Regions from separate parts of the Zea mays genome. Here regions 2, 3 and 4 are each linked to region 1. A link is a contact called in public Hi-C data. All regions are on one chromosome and are shown on one strand. The core of a region is the stretch at or near the end of the contact, and the rest is flanking DNA. Distances in the headings are between cores, read along the strand shown. Region 1 holds the start of LOC100382590 (putative leucine-rich repeat receptor-like protein kinase family protein). Region 2 holds the start of LOC100384150. Region 3 holds the start of LOC100147736. Region 4 overlaps LOC100384150.

Region 1 (3,466 bases), core at 295-2,794:
GCATTATTTGCTCAGCGCAACAAAAATGGTGAAAACAATCCAATATGTATCTATGTCTATACTCGAATTTTATATCTAACATTCGAGAAGATATTTGATAAATTTTGAGCTTCACCTTTCATGAATCTTAACAAGCTCAATGCTAAAAACAAGAACACAATTTTGCATAACAAATTCTATATTTTATTTCACAATTAAAGAAAAATACAAAAGAAATTGATATCCAACTATGCATTCGTTTTCACCTTGATCACAGTGATACTTCAGTGATATCATGTGTGCATTTTTCACCGTAGGCGTTGTTTATCTTTTCAAACAATAATAACGATCGATTCACACTATTCTCCTTTCTGGAGCGTCTCCCCTAAAAAAAGGAAAGCACAATCCTACAATGTTTTTCTCTTCTTTGTCTTGGCATGTCCTTCCATTTGCTACAAATATGAAGTATATTTAGAGTTTTAGACTCCATTTGGTAGGACTCTCATATCATCGACTCAGCTCTGGTTTATCTAGAAAAATAACTTCTTCCTTATATTCACGGGGAGCTTATGTAGGAGCACCCTATTTAATTAAAAACGTAGTTCCTCCTAATTTTATGGAAGAGTGAATGAAAGAGAGCCAAAAAAGTCTGTTTTTAGAGCTCCTGGCCTTGTTCGTTTTTATGGATGCTTTTTCTTTTTTTCATGGAGAAGTTAGTGGAGAAGCTCGCCATTTGGTAGATTGTGTGAAGTAGTAGTTGAGACAGCCCTTGAAAGAGCTCAATGAGGGCTATTGAACATGGGTAGAGTAGTATTATCCACAATTCCTCCTTTTCTCTCGTCTTTCTCACCAATCAAACAACATGTTCATTTAGCTTTAATTCGTATCATGTCTAAGAGCATTTTCAAAAGATTCTTTATTTTTGACTCTCTATTTAACTTTTATTTATCTTTTAATAAAGATTATACTTTATATAAAGCATTTCACTCCAACAGGCTATCTATCTATTTCAGCTAGTCAGGTGGCTAACCAAGTTTAGTTAGTCAGGGAGCTAATTTGGAGAGTCGGATAGCTTGGCGAGTCGGATCGCTAGTCTGTTGGAGAGTTATTTTGCTGTTGATTAGCCAAAATTTTTCTTGATAAGCTATTTACCTAGTCTCATGGAGATGTTCTGATGCTTATATAATATTTTTTATTTATAAGTTATAGCTACAACAGTCTAAATAGCTGACTTTAATCTGAAATGAATAACTAAAAAACACAAGAACAAACAAAAAGCAAAAAATCGGAGAAGTGAAAAAGAATTCGTCCATTGTTTCTATCGCGTTTTTTCATGGCAGGTCACTAAGGTCAGATGGCAGGCGTGTTTGTTCCTTCCCTCACCCTCCCCCCTGCTTTTGTGCTGTTGCGTCCTGCCGGAGAGAGAGAGAACGCTGGACTGCGCTGCGCTGCGCTGCAGACTACACCTGCTCTGCGTTTGCATGTCTTTCTTGGCCTCATGCTTGTTCCATGTTTGAGGACACATTGCACGCAGGCAGGACGCAGGCGCACACCATCTCCTCCCTTGCCCTTGGAACCGCCACCCTTCCACCTCGTTCTCTTCTCTTCTCTTCCCTTGGCTCCGCCCACCTCTGCGGCTCTGCCTCCCTTCGGCAATGGAGGCGGCGCCTCCAACTTCTCCACCCTCCCTGGTGCTACTCTTGCTGCTGCTGCTGCTCATCATCTCTCCCCCTTCCAGCGCTTTCCTCTCCCCCAAGGGCGTCAACCCTGAAGGTTCCATCCTTTCTCCCTTACTTCATTTATTTCGTCACATAATCTGTTTCTACAGTAGTACCACTGGTTTCCATCTCTGTTCCGTTTGCCTCGAATCGAACCGGCGGTTTTTGACGGTTCTTTCTCCTAAGGAAATGAAATCAAAGTGATTTCTCTGGTATATATATGTACTATAATGCTGTGCAGTGCAAGCTCTGATGACGATCAAGAGCATGCTCAAGGACCCCCGTGGCGTCCTCAAGAACTGGGACCAGGACTCCGTGGATCCCTGCAGCTGGACCACCGTCAGCTGCTCGCCAGAGAATTTCGTCACCGGACTGTAAGCGTTCCACTTCCTCTCCCTTGCGCTGCTCCCAGTCCCAGATCACATTTCGCTGCAGAGTTCTTCTTCCCCACCCCCCCCCCTATGTACATCCATGTGTTCTTACCCAATGTTCTGTGGACTGTGGCAATTCGAATGTTTGGCAGGGAGGTCCCAGGACAGAACCTCTCTGGCTTGCTCTCCCCGAGCATAGGGAACCTGACCAACCTTGAGACTGTGTGAGTATTACTTCTTCTCACGGATGATGGATAACCTTGTCATTGCCTGGTGCCTTTTTGACTGGAGGTTGGTCTTTTGCTTTCCTTTCCCTGTTGCAGTCTCATGCAGAACAACAACATCACCGGCCCAATCCCAGCAGAGATTGGCAAGCTTACAAAGCTCAAGACACTTGATCTCTCCAGCAACCACCTGTACGGTGGAATCCCCGCTTCTGTAGGCCACCTTGAGAGCCTGCAGTACTTGTGAGCGCCAACTCTACAGTAGTACTAGTACATACAAGCTTCTCATTAATGCTGTTCTTCAGGTTTTCGCATTAAATAGTTCCTGTCCTCTTGCCATGATATGCTGGATTTTGTTGCCATGTCCAGGAGGCTCAACAACAACACCCTTTCTGGTCCATTCCCTTCAGCATCAGCTAACTTGTCCCAGCTCGTTTTCCTGTGAGTAGTTTCTCACTGTTTGTGCTCATGTTTAGGTATTATTTTTACTTAACTTTGTGTTCGCTCTATACTATGTTTTCAGAGACTTGTCATATAATAACCTGAGTGGTCCAATACCGGGATCTTTGGCAAGAACATTCAAGTAAGGCTTAAACTTTGTGTCTTTCCCTATCCCAAGTGCTAATATATGACAGTAGGACAGGAAATGCAAGATTAAGAACTATTCTGGGCTATTGATGTTCTTGCAGCATAGTTGGGAATCCTCTCATCTGCGGCACCAACACCGAGGAAGATTGCTACGGGACTGCCCCAATGCCGATGTCCTACAAGCTCAATAGCTCGCAGGGTGCTCCGCCACTGGCAAAATCCAAAAGCCACAAGTTTGTTGCAGTTGCATTCGGTGCAGCAATTGGTTGCATCAGCATCCTCTCCCTCGCTGCCGGATTCCTGTTCTGGTGGAGGCACCGTAGAAACCGGCAGATCCTTTTCGACGTCGACGGTAAGCGGACCTCCACGTTTACTTTCACTCCACACATCATTCTGTAGCCTGAGAGATTAACAGTTTATGCTGAACCTGTTCTTGGAACGGACTGGCCACACGTAGACCAACACATGGAGAACGTTGGCCTTGGAAACGTGAAGAGGTTCCAGTTCAGGGAGCTCCAGGCCGCGACAGACAAGTTCAGCGGCAAGAACCTGCTAGGGAAAGGTGGCTTTGGGTTCGTTTACAGAG
Region 2 (3,408 bases), core at 609-3,108, 320 kb before region 1:
AAAAAGTGATATAGGGGGAACCGCTGCGGATAGCCTAAGTCTTGAAGCCATGGAAGTTCTCTCCCCAGCAGCCCAAATTATCTAACCCAGCCAGGTCCCGCCAACATCTGCACCTGCTTACATCAGGCTCCAGAAAACTTCAGCTTTTTCAGTACCCCAGTGTAAAGACCAAAGAGGTGTTGAACAAACAATGATGAATCTAGGTTGTTCCCTCCCTGGCCGAGTTTTTATGAGTCTAGGTTGCATCATTTTTAAAATTTATTCCAAAAATGTGGGTACCATTCCCCATTCTTGCAGATTTCAAAACCTGTAGCTTTTTAATTCAATAAATTTTATTAAAGAACAAAATGGCAATTGTTATCATATTCTTGGGCAAGCCGAGGAAGCAATGAAACAAAGGGCACATTCTCACTCAAGTTCTATTTTGCTGGTACCTTTTCTGAAGCAGAAACAACAGGGGGCACAAAATTCTCTTCGTCTTCCTGCCAATGCTGCTTGATAAACTGCTTTAGTAAGACAGCAGCAAGGTAGCAAATTGTAAAGGAACAACAAAAAGAAGAAAAGGCTAGCCCACTCATAAAAAAAGGAAACCTGAAAATAATACAGCATTCAACACAGGATTTTGATAAAAAGGAACAAAATGTACAAAAATTGGTTGGAAGGATATCTGTCGTAAACCAAACGAGATCTCTTTGTTGATTGTAACTTTTGTAAGGGCAGCTCCATATCCTGAGAAAAAAATTACAGAAAGAAATAAGTTATTGTCAGTTGATTGCAATTCATGTGTCAAAGAATTGTGCGAACCCAAATCTAGCAAAAGGTTTCAACCTGATTGGCAAATAATTGACAGATATAACAGACCACAATTGAAAATGTGGATGTGCATGCTAATTATGGTTACTAGTTGCAACAGCATGCTAATTCTATGACCACCTCAGTTATCTACAACAAGAGGGCATGTAAGAATGGTGCTGGGATCAATCACACTTTCAGTGCTAGAAAGAGTGTCACTTCTGACAGAATATAAAGCATCATCAATGAAGCTGACATGCACTACAGTGGAGCCAGGTTCCCTGTTGTCAAGTTGTGCTGTGAACTACAGTGGGGCCAGGTTAAATGTTGTCAAGTTGCGCTGTGGACTGGATTAGTTATGAATTTGCCTCTAAGGACTTGGACAGGGATAGAGACGTTCTCACACAGCTAAAATATACAGAAGTTGTGTTCCTGGGAAGCAGTGTACATATAGAGCAAAGCAATCCCAATCAAAGCCTTAGCAACCAGAGCAGTGCTGCACTAATGCGCAGCACTCCCGAACAGGACAATGCTACGACAGTAAACCTGCCTTAAACAATAAAACAATCATCATTTCTGAAGTCGCTGCTCACAAGCCTAGGGGATCCCATCAACTCTCAGCTTGCTCAACTCTCAGTTCACCCCTCAGCTCTCACCAGTCACTAGTAATTTGCCACACCCGTAGTATCTACAGCCGTCAGCCAAAATGAAGAACGCAGCCAAAAACTGGAGCAGAAAACAGCTTCTGGCCAACGCGTGAAGCTGAATTGCTCGATTCTTCAGTTACAAGCCAATCGTCCACGAGAGAGGGGGTAAAGGTAGGAGGTGGCGAACCAGGGAGAAGCGAGGCCTGGCGGAGCGACTCCTCGGCGAAGGCGCGGACATCGCGCGCGGTGTCGAGCGTAGCCGTCAGGCAATCCACCAGCCACCGCTGGTCGCCGTGCGCCTCCATCTAAACCGCAGGCGACGCTGGGATTGGGGCTCCGCGGAGTTGAGTGCGAGCGCGCTCCTCCTTTTTTGTTTCGAAATGGGATCACGCGCAGTGGTTGTGGCGAGCGGGGGCGGAGGGACTCGGGGGCTTTAGTCTAGGGTTTATATAACGAAGCGTGGGGAGGCGGAGGAGACGGAAGAAGAGACGAGAGGTGGCGGCCGAGAAAGGGAAAAGAAGGTGGGATCGAGAGAAAATAGAGATGGGCCAGGATTTGGGCATGGGCCCGGTGTGCGCTCATGTTGGTCTGACCCCACCTGCCAGCCTAGTTAGTTCTTCCCACCAACCAAACGTTTCCCGTTTTGAAGGTGCCGCGCTCCGGTTTTCGATGGCGGGAAAGGAATAAAAGCTTATGAGTTCATTTATAAATTTATTTATCTATATCTTCTCTTCTCTATCAATCTATATATATACTACTACCTCCGTTCATAAATATATGATATCATTTATTTTTTCAAAAACTTTGATCACTCATTTTATTAAAAATATTTATTCAAAATGTAAAATTTTAAGTTAAGCACAAACTACCTTAAGTGTAAAACAAATCAAAAAAATAAATGATAACTCATTATTTTTTTTGATAAGACAAGTGATTAAAGTTTTAAAAAAATCAACAGTGTCATATATTAATGAACGGATGGAGTATAAAAGATCTAGTTTTCTTTTTTTCTATCATATCTGTGAGATTTAGTGTTTTCATTGAAATCATGCAGTACTCGGTGTCCGGTAGGAACCCATAAATTTTTTTGTGAGATAAGCGACCCTCCCCAATGGAAAGTGATATGTTAACGCACACGCAAAATTGGTATAGTATATTGATCTAGTCGACGTCCACATATCGTCGTCGACCACCAGCAAGTGTATGAATATCCCAACTTTGCCAATTTGTTCACGTTTTGGTTCCATATATATATATCATGTGATTACAGACAGTTGTGCGCCTATGTCATCCACTAGAGACCCATGTATTTGTTATTGGGCTGGATCGCACGTCGATTGCTCTTGGTCCAAGTGGGCGATGGCTCCTCCCGCGATCAACATCTTCTGTTGCCTTCCCTAGATTGAAGGGTTGTTGACATCTCTCCCTCGAGATACAACTCGTCCCCAAGCTAAAGAGGCCGAAAATTGTTGCTTGGTAAGTTATTCCTTTTCCCATGTAGCAAGCAACGTCGGTGAGCCCGTCTAACGAATCAATAGCTGGGGCGTCACCTTGTCATTCCAAGGAAGTTGTGGACATTCTTAACACAAGTTGGTGTAGGGAACTCCTTGATTATATGTATCTTTCCTAGATCGGTGGCAATGCCAGCTGCACTCACGATATGTCCCAAAAACTCAAGTTTGTCCCGTGCAAGCAAACAATTGGATTGCTTCAATTTAAGCTTGTTTTGACTAAGTAACAGAAACACTTGTTCGAGATGTGTAACATGGTATACCAGAGTGGCACTATACATCGGCACATCATCTATGAACACTACCACGTATTTCCGCAACCAATGGAGACAAGACATGGTTCATGAAGTCCTGAAAGGTGGTAGGGGCTCATGTTAGGCAAAGACATTCATGCGTTTGGAATGTTGTTTTATACTCATCTCCCTCCTTGATCCTAAACTGGTGATAACCTTAGCGAT
Region 3 (3,376 bases), core at 780-3,279, 450 kb after region 1:
GGTCGTGACAACCTCTAGCCGATGTATTATGTGCGTTATCCCCAAATTCAACCTCGTGTGAAGGAAAATTTGCTATACTAGATTTATCAAATGCACGTACTAATCTCCTATAATCGTTTTGCATATCCCCTATGATATTTTGCATTTGTTCACGCTGTTCATCTACATAATTCTTAAGAGATTGCAGCTCGTTTGTATTACTTACATTGAGGATATCTGGCGTGGGTCGCAGTGAAGCCGGATTCGTCGCCCGATGTCGGACGACCTTGTTGTTCCTGTCCACTTTGAAGTTGGCCAAGAACTTTGCTTTTGCCTCCTGGATCATCTGCTCCTTGTGCTCCTCGATTTGAAGCTATTCGTCAGCCGGCAAGGTTTTCCAAGTCGGCTCTATGATGTTGCTTGGAGAGACTTCAGAACTATCCCTTGAACCGGCCATTGAGGGCCGATTTGATAGGTCTAAATATGTCTTCCCCGGCGGAGTCGCCAAAAAGTATGTTGACGCCTTTTCGGAGCGGCAAACACTCAACAAGCACCGTGGCGGTGCTCTCTGGTCAGGCGCAGACGGTCCGCGGCCTGGGGCCGGACGGTCCGCGACCTGGCGCAGGGGCTAGGGTCCTCTGCCTGACGGCCGGACGGTCCGCGCCCTGGGGGCCGGACGGTCCGCGCGTACGCAGAGGCGGCGGAAGTCGCCGGCGGCGGCCTGGATCTCGCTCCCGGGAGGGACCCCGTCGGGGAGGAGAGATCCTAGGTGATGTCTAGGCTCGGCAGGCCGACCTAGACTCTTCTAATCGGCGTAGAGTCGAAGAGAAGCGAGAATTTGGAGATCGAGAGGCTAAACCTAAACTAGACTAGAACTACTCCTAGGATAAAATGCGAAATAGAAGTGTTGTTGATTCGATTGATGATAAATCGGCCGTAGACCTCTCTATTTATAGAGGAGGGGGCTGGACCCTTTACACAACTGATTCCGAGCTAATTCCGCGAATCTAGCTAACAACCGTAGCACAAAACTCGGAACCCTAATCTGTTCTGCGCGCGCGCGGACCGTCCGGCCCACAGGCGCGGACCGTCCGGACCGCGGACCGTCCGGCCTCAGGGCTGGCCTGTCCGCACCTCAATTTGGTGCCCAAGAGGCATGTTTTCTTCTCTATCGGATTATTGTGCAATAGCCATAGATATCTTGATGGTTCTATCTGTCCATGAACTGTGTGTTTAATGCGTGTGTCTAAGAGAAAAATAAAAGGGTATATGTTTAGTGGAAGATGTTGTGGGTCTTTAAAACTGGTAGTCATACCGTGTGTTTATATGGAGTCAATGTCTTGAGTTATAAGTCATCAAGGCTGCTATACCATATATAGACCGTGAGAAGCCACCAAGCCCAATACGACAGGAAGTCGTACACATATAATAACACCCCGTTAGCTGAATGAGGACGAGCTACAGAGAGCTCTATAAAAACAGCGATTGTGTTCTTTTTCAACTCATATCTTTCTCGGTCTTTTGGCTAAAATAAAGTATAATATTTATTTCGCTCAACCATTGATTGCATTGCGTGTACGACCTCGTCCTTCCCAACCAATATCATGAAAATACGATTGTGTACCGTCGCAATGCACGTGTATTATACTAGTTTATGCTATAAATGAGACTTATTATGGTAACTCGTGAGCTCAATATCCAATTCGTAATGCGACCAAGCTCAAGCTATTGCGATCGAGCTCAGCCAAGTCTTTACTCGCTGAGCCATTGACAATTTTGCCATTATTATTTGTGGGTTTCGCTATATATCATCGGACCTACAAATTATAGACATAGATGATCCCACCAGTTATAGACATGAGATGACATCATAATATGAAGTCAAAAGTGAAACTGTGAGAGTGACAAAATTATAACTTTCTCTTACTTGCTGGTCATGGAGACGAACCGACCCGACCTCATTTGCAGCCCAACCCGCACTCACCAACAGAAAGGGAAAAGACCATCCTACCCACGCCAGCTCCGGAGTTCCGACGCAACTTCCCATTCCGATCCACATCAGCCCCGTCGCTGTCTCTCCAGGATCTGGAGACCCTACCCGCCTGAGCCCTCAGCCGGCCGCGCGGTGCGGCACCGCACCACCGCCACCGAGCCACGAACCCGCCGGAGTACCGACCCGCCTGCGCCCTCCGCTGGCCGTGCGGCGTGGCAGCGCACCACCTACGGCGGGCTGCGGCACCGCCCCGGCCCTCGCACCAGTTCCGCGGCGACGTGGTCCAGCAGCACCGCCAGGCCGCCTACGGCCATTTCACTCGCGGCTTCTGAGCATCTACCTGCACTTCTTCAATTACCTGCAGCTTTCATCGTATTTCCTTTGCATTGCATACCGTGCAGCCACCTCTGCACATGATGTTTCGGATGTTATCTTATTATTAAAAAACTAGATTTACTCATGTTTTTCTTCCTCTGTCATTATTGCTGATTTGGTAACTAATCTTTCTGTGGGGTTTATGCACTGTTAATTTTTCCCTGTCATTTTAGGTCTAATTTGTATTCGACACTCTCATCGTAGTAACTGCCTCATAGGTTTTGTGCCCTCTGTATACATCTCTATCGGCTCCATGTCCAAGGCACTGCACCACCCTTTTGTTATCAGGTAACAATCCACATCACACCTCCGCCCGAAAAAAAAACTTTTATCAATAGAGTTCTCTTTTTGTTAACCTCCTTTACTTTTACTTTCAGGTTTTAAACCGGCTTTTGGAATTGTACACATGGATCAATTTGTGGGAGTGGAAATTAGAGCAGATTTCTGTGCTTTTTTTTTTCCAGCACATCTGCCAGACTAGTATCATCAGCAATTGTCCATCGCAGCATAGGTACTTATTACTTTTGTAGTCCTATTCTCCTGCATAAGTACGCTATTATTGGTAATCATTTATACGCTGTTACGTTCGATATTTCTTCTGGTCTTCAAATGTTAGTTTTCCACCCTCATACAAGACAACTAGATGTTATGTTTGGATCATATATATAGTGTGTTTGCCACTGTTAAACATGGTGTTTGAGTATTGTAAAACCATACTAAACAAATTCTCTGTCCCTGGATTATTGTATTTGATAGCTTCACATATTCCTTCCATTATTCAACAATTTCTTGATTTATGGATCCACATATGCATGATTGGGGAACGGTAGATCTAAACAGTGAATCTGGACCATACATGCATGAACAACACCGTCCAGATCTAGAACTACCACCAGTAAAAACTACCGCAAGTGGGAAGGAAATAAAGGGTGGGTAGTATCGTTGCCTCGCAGGTTGGGAGAACATGTTTAATTATGCTGCAATGGCTCGATTTAGTTGCCTAGTAGCTGGGACTGGTCCACCAACTTA
Region 4 (3,339 bases), core at 227-2,726, 340 kb before region 1:
ATATGATGCTTATTATTTGATAAAATATACTTGTGATGTGCTTATCATCCTTTTATTCCGAGAATGTTGACGGTATTTTGAGTATGTGAAGTACGATATTTTTCCAATCAACAAACCACTCACAACATCAAAAGTAGCACATATGTGTTTGTTTGTGATAATGCAACAACCACTCACAATACCAAAAGAAGTTGCACATGTACAAATTCAAGTCATTGCAACCTCTGCAGCAAGCTGAAGCGAACAAGGCAGACATGTTTACTAATCTAATATTAGGAGCCAAAAATTTGTCTTACTTTTTTTATCCACCTCCCCTTAACTACCAGACAGTAAAAAGTTTCTTTTGTCATGCTTTTTTGCATGAACTATACTTACTCATACGAGTTGAAACAGCTTATGTATAATGATAATAGATACAAGGTATAAGGTAGAATTTCAAAATGCATTAGATCAGGTCCTTTATATCTGGTATATAACAGATTCATAACTCACTCAAATAAATTAAAATAGATTACATTTAACGATAACATAGAGTCCAATTCCCATACATATTAAATTAGTATACACATTAGATTAGTTGCAACGCACCGCGGAATTTGCTAGTATTAACTGATTAACCAAAACGTCCGAGGAAGCTGCCATGGTTTATTTTCATAATATCGAGAACCTAAATCAGTCAGAATCGGGAATCAATAGATCAAAAACCAAGGATGTGGACACGAAGAGAAAAGTTCACCTTCCTGTTGCATAAATCAGCTAGCACGGCAGGCACCATCAACATGGAAGTTGGGGATATGAATGGATGATCAATTGTGGCGCCTATGGAGGTACATGTTTTCTATTTCCCCAGCCACAAGGAGTTAACTAATTAAAGGCCCAATTGTCTAGTATCCTAAAGCTGCGCATATACCACATTTTTGCCATACCAACCCTAAGGCTAAAAAATTCTTCACCAGCACTCTGAATACCCCCAAAGACCAATGTATCCTAAACTGAGATTTGGCGTGGTTTGAAGTAACTCATCTAATTTGACTACCTTCAAGCGTGCCAACATGTGTCCACTAAGCAAGCATTCCATAAGGCTGCGTTCATTTATATTGGATTGAGACTAGAAACTATTCTGGCTAACCAATGTTAATACAAATAAACATAACAATCCAGCTAAAACGGTTCCGAAGGAACCGTTCGGCCTAAATAACATTTCAGTCGGCCACTGGAGCTCAACTAGTCCATAAATGAAAAAAATCTTGGATACACAGAAGAACTGCATCTTTAAATTAAGATAGAATAAAAAGGAAGGTTCTTACAAAAGAAAAACTACACCCGTACTCCAAACCAAGAGTGAGGGGTTGAACCGAGGCAAACACTTGACCAAGGAAGGAGAAAACACTTGACCACCGCACACACTAGTAGAGCCCTAAGGAACTCCAACCCCGGGACCCAACTCCCTGAGCTTAACCGCTCCTGCCAAACACCAAAGGTGGCGTTCCTCCAAATAGGCATGCATGAAATTGATGAATAAAGCCAAGGAATCAAGGTCCCTCCGGAGGAATTCAACGTAAGAACAAGTCAAGCCGGGAATTCTTCAGACATGAATACCCAACATCACCACACCCGGTACAACAAATACTCACATCTTGTAGATTTTAAATACAAAGAACATAAAGAAACCTACACTAACAAAACCTCATAACACCGGCTTCAGAGATGTATCAGTTTACACCAATGAACATATAATGAGCAAGAAAACCAGTCCACAGCAATGCAAACAGGACTCGATAACTAATATGAAGATATATTATATCCCGAAAGGTGGAAGACAGGATCCCAAGTTAACGCTTCACCTCCTCAAAACCTTTTCAACAGCTGATCTCTGTGAATCCGACAGGCCCTGCAAAGGATTTATTAGAGGACAATGTTGATGTGGGCATGTGGCTTTGTTCATTTCACATAGGACATATTCATATCTGTTGAATGATTGATAATGCAAATCAACCGGACAAATGACATTTTACCTGGCAAAGATACTCAAATATTGGTCGATTATTCTCCCACAAGTTAGCAAAGATGTTTGTTAGGAAGTCCGCTAACTTCACCTGCATGAATATGGGTTATTTGACTTTGACGTCATCTAATTCAAATGGAAGATCTTTTCTGCAGTGAAAACGAACCTCATTAAGAGGGTCGTTTTTTGTCAGATCATCGTCATAACTATCATCATCATCCTGTTGTACAACTCAAGGTAAATATGGCATAAATATGACAGAACTAACAAAGGAGCAGACCTGGTTGCTCACAAACCTCATCAAAAACCTTGGCCATTGCATTTAAATGTTCAACTGATGGATTAGTCATTGAAGGAACCGATGCTGAGTGTATGATATCATCTGATATACTAGCATCACCATTCTGAACTTCTTCCCAGTCATTATCCTAAAAGGCAAAAAAAAGTTGGAAGTTTCAGAATCAAACAAGCATTGCAGTTAATAGTTTGAAATGACAAGATTTGGTGTAGAAACCTCTTCGGAGTCATCGTCATCACCAGCACCAATTTGTTCCTGAATTTCAGTTAAAGTATCTGCCAGCAATGAGAAGATCTGCATAATACAAATTCAAGAATGTTAAGCAGCAATTATTAAGAGAAAGGCTACTTGATGGTTGGTGTCACATACATTGGTTAACACTGTTAAAAGAAAAAACTGCCTCCATTTTTATTTATTTGACACCACTTGGTTCAATTTTGTACTAACCAGCGACAAATAAAACGAACGGAGGGAGTATTAGACATACAGTGGCAATTTGGTCTGTACACTAGTAAGGTGATTATCATGTTATCACATTCTTGCCACACTTGTTTCAAATTAGGCGATTAAATTCACAACTCACAAGCACACGTTGGCTACCTCAAGAGAATCATGCCACATTTTTTATTTTGCTGGGTGCTGAACTGCTGGTTGCATAAGACCCAGTAGGAAAAAAGGAATCTTGTCACAAGTGTGGAAAAATTGGGCAATGCATGGCTACATACCAGATACATAGTGCTTCCTATCTAGATTTGAAACATTGACGGGGATGGAAATGTTAATAATCAACTGTTACCTTAACTGGGAGAGGAATCTTGGTCCATTGATCAGGAGTCACTCGAGCTTTTGAACGTGTCGTTATACCTGCACTAGTCTGCATGTTTCTAGGTCAGGCTCCAAAAGAACTTTATCAGGCAAGGTACTAGCTGTAGAACACCAATTCTTACTAACAGTACCTTAATAAGATGCCCTTGAACTTCAACCTTGGATAGCTCAGGATGACGAGTTGATATGAGAAGAGCTAATGCAGTCGTTG

Evidence for each region. Hi-C and Micro-C count contacts between places; a contact is called where the count stands out from the background.
Region 2: a Hi-C map of tassel shows a contact between it and region 1, with 9 times the contacts expected there. The contact joins the promoter of LOC100384150 here to the promoter of LOC100382590 in region 1. A contact is called at or near these places in 9 of 25 Hi-C or Micro-C datasets (ear, endosperm, leaf and 2 more) and 1 of 3 datasets of contacts at active chromatin or transcription factors (leaf).
Region 3: a contact with region 1 is called in a Hi-C map of ear, with 2.5 times the contacts expected there. The contact joins the promoter of LOC100147736 here to the promoter of LOC100382590 in region 1. A contact is called at or near these places in 2 of 25 Hi-C or Micro-C datasets (ear and tassel).
Region 4: a Hi-C map of an unstated tissue shows a contact between it and region 1, with 4 times the contacts expected there. The contact joins the enhancer-like site here to the promoter of LOC100382590 in region 1. A contact is called at or near these places in 2 of 25 Hi-C or Micro-C datasets (leaf and an unstated tissue).

Annotation. Positions count from the first base shown.
Region 1 is chr9:37,500,483-37,503,948 of Zm-B73-REFERENCE-NAM-5.0, forward strand. It overlaps LOC100382590 (putative leucine-rich repeat receptor-like protein kinase family protein), which reads left to right and starts at 1,545. Exons shown (of 9, transcript NM_001175320.1): 1 at 1,545-1,752; 2 at 1,939-2,071; 3 at 2,221-2,292; 4 at 2,392-2,733; 5 at 2,816-2,875; 6 at 2,982-3,232; 7 at 3,338-3,466. The coding sequence starts at 2,636.
Region 2 is chr9:37,177,016-37,180,423 of Zm-B73-REFERENCE-NAM-5.0, forward strand. LOC100384150 reads right to left here and starts at 1,859. Exons shown (of 33, transcript NM_001362245.1): 1 at 1,627-1,859; 2 at 668-729; 3 at 435-527. The coding sequence starts at 1,744.
Region 3 is chr9:37,951,662-37,955,037 of Zm-B73-REFERENCE-NAM-5.0, forward strand. LOC100147736 reads left to right here and starts at 2,030. Exons shown (of 3, transcript NM_001358120.1): 1 at 2,030-2,635; 2 at 2,725-2,858.
Region 4 is chr9:37,159,180-37,162,518 of Zm-B73-REFERENCE-NAM-5.0, forward strand. It overlaps LOC100384150, which reads right to left. Exons shown (of 33, transcript NM_001362245.1): 27 at 3,260-3,339; 28 at 3,100-3,177; 29 at 2,520-2,597; 30 at 2,302-2,433; 31 at 2,172-2,225; 32 at 2,016-2,096; 33 at 1,512-1,891. The coding sequence ends at 1,841. Among protein-coding and RNA genes, the nearest start is that of LOC100384150, 18 kb to the right of the region's middle. Within about 2 kb of position 1,477, at least 2 of the 20 cell types and tissues checked have an H3K27ac peak or open chromatin away from gene starts, as enhancers often do.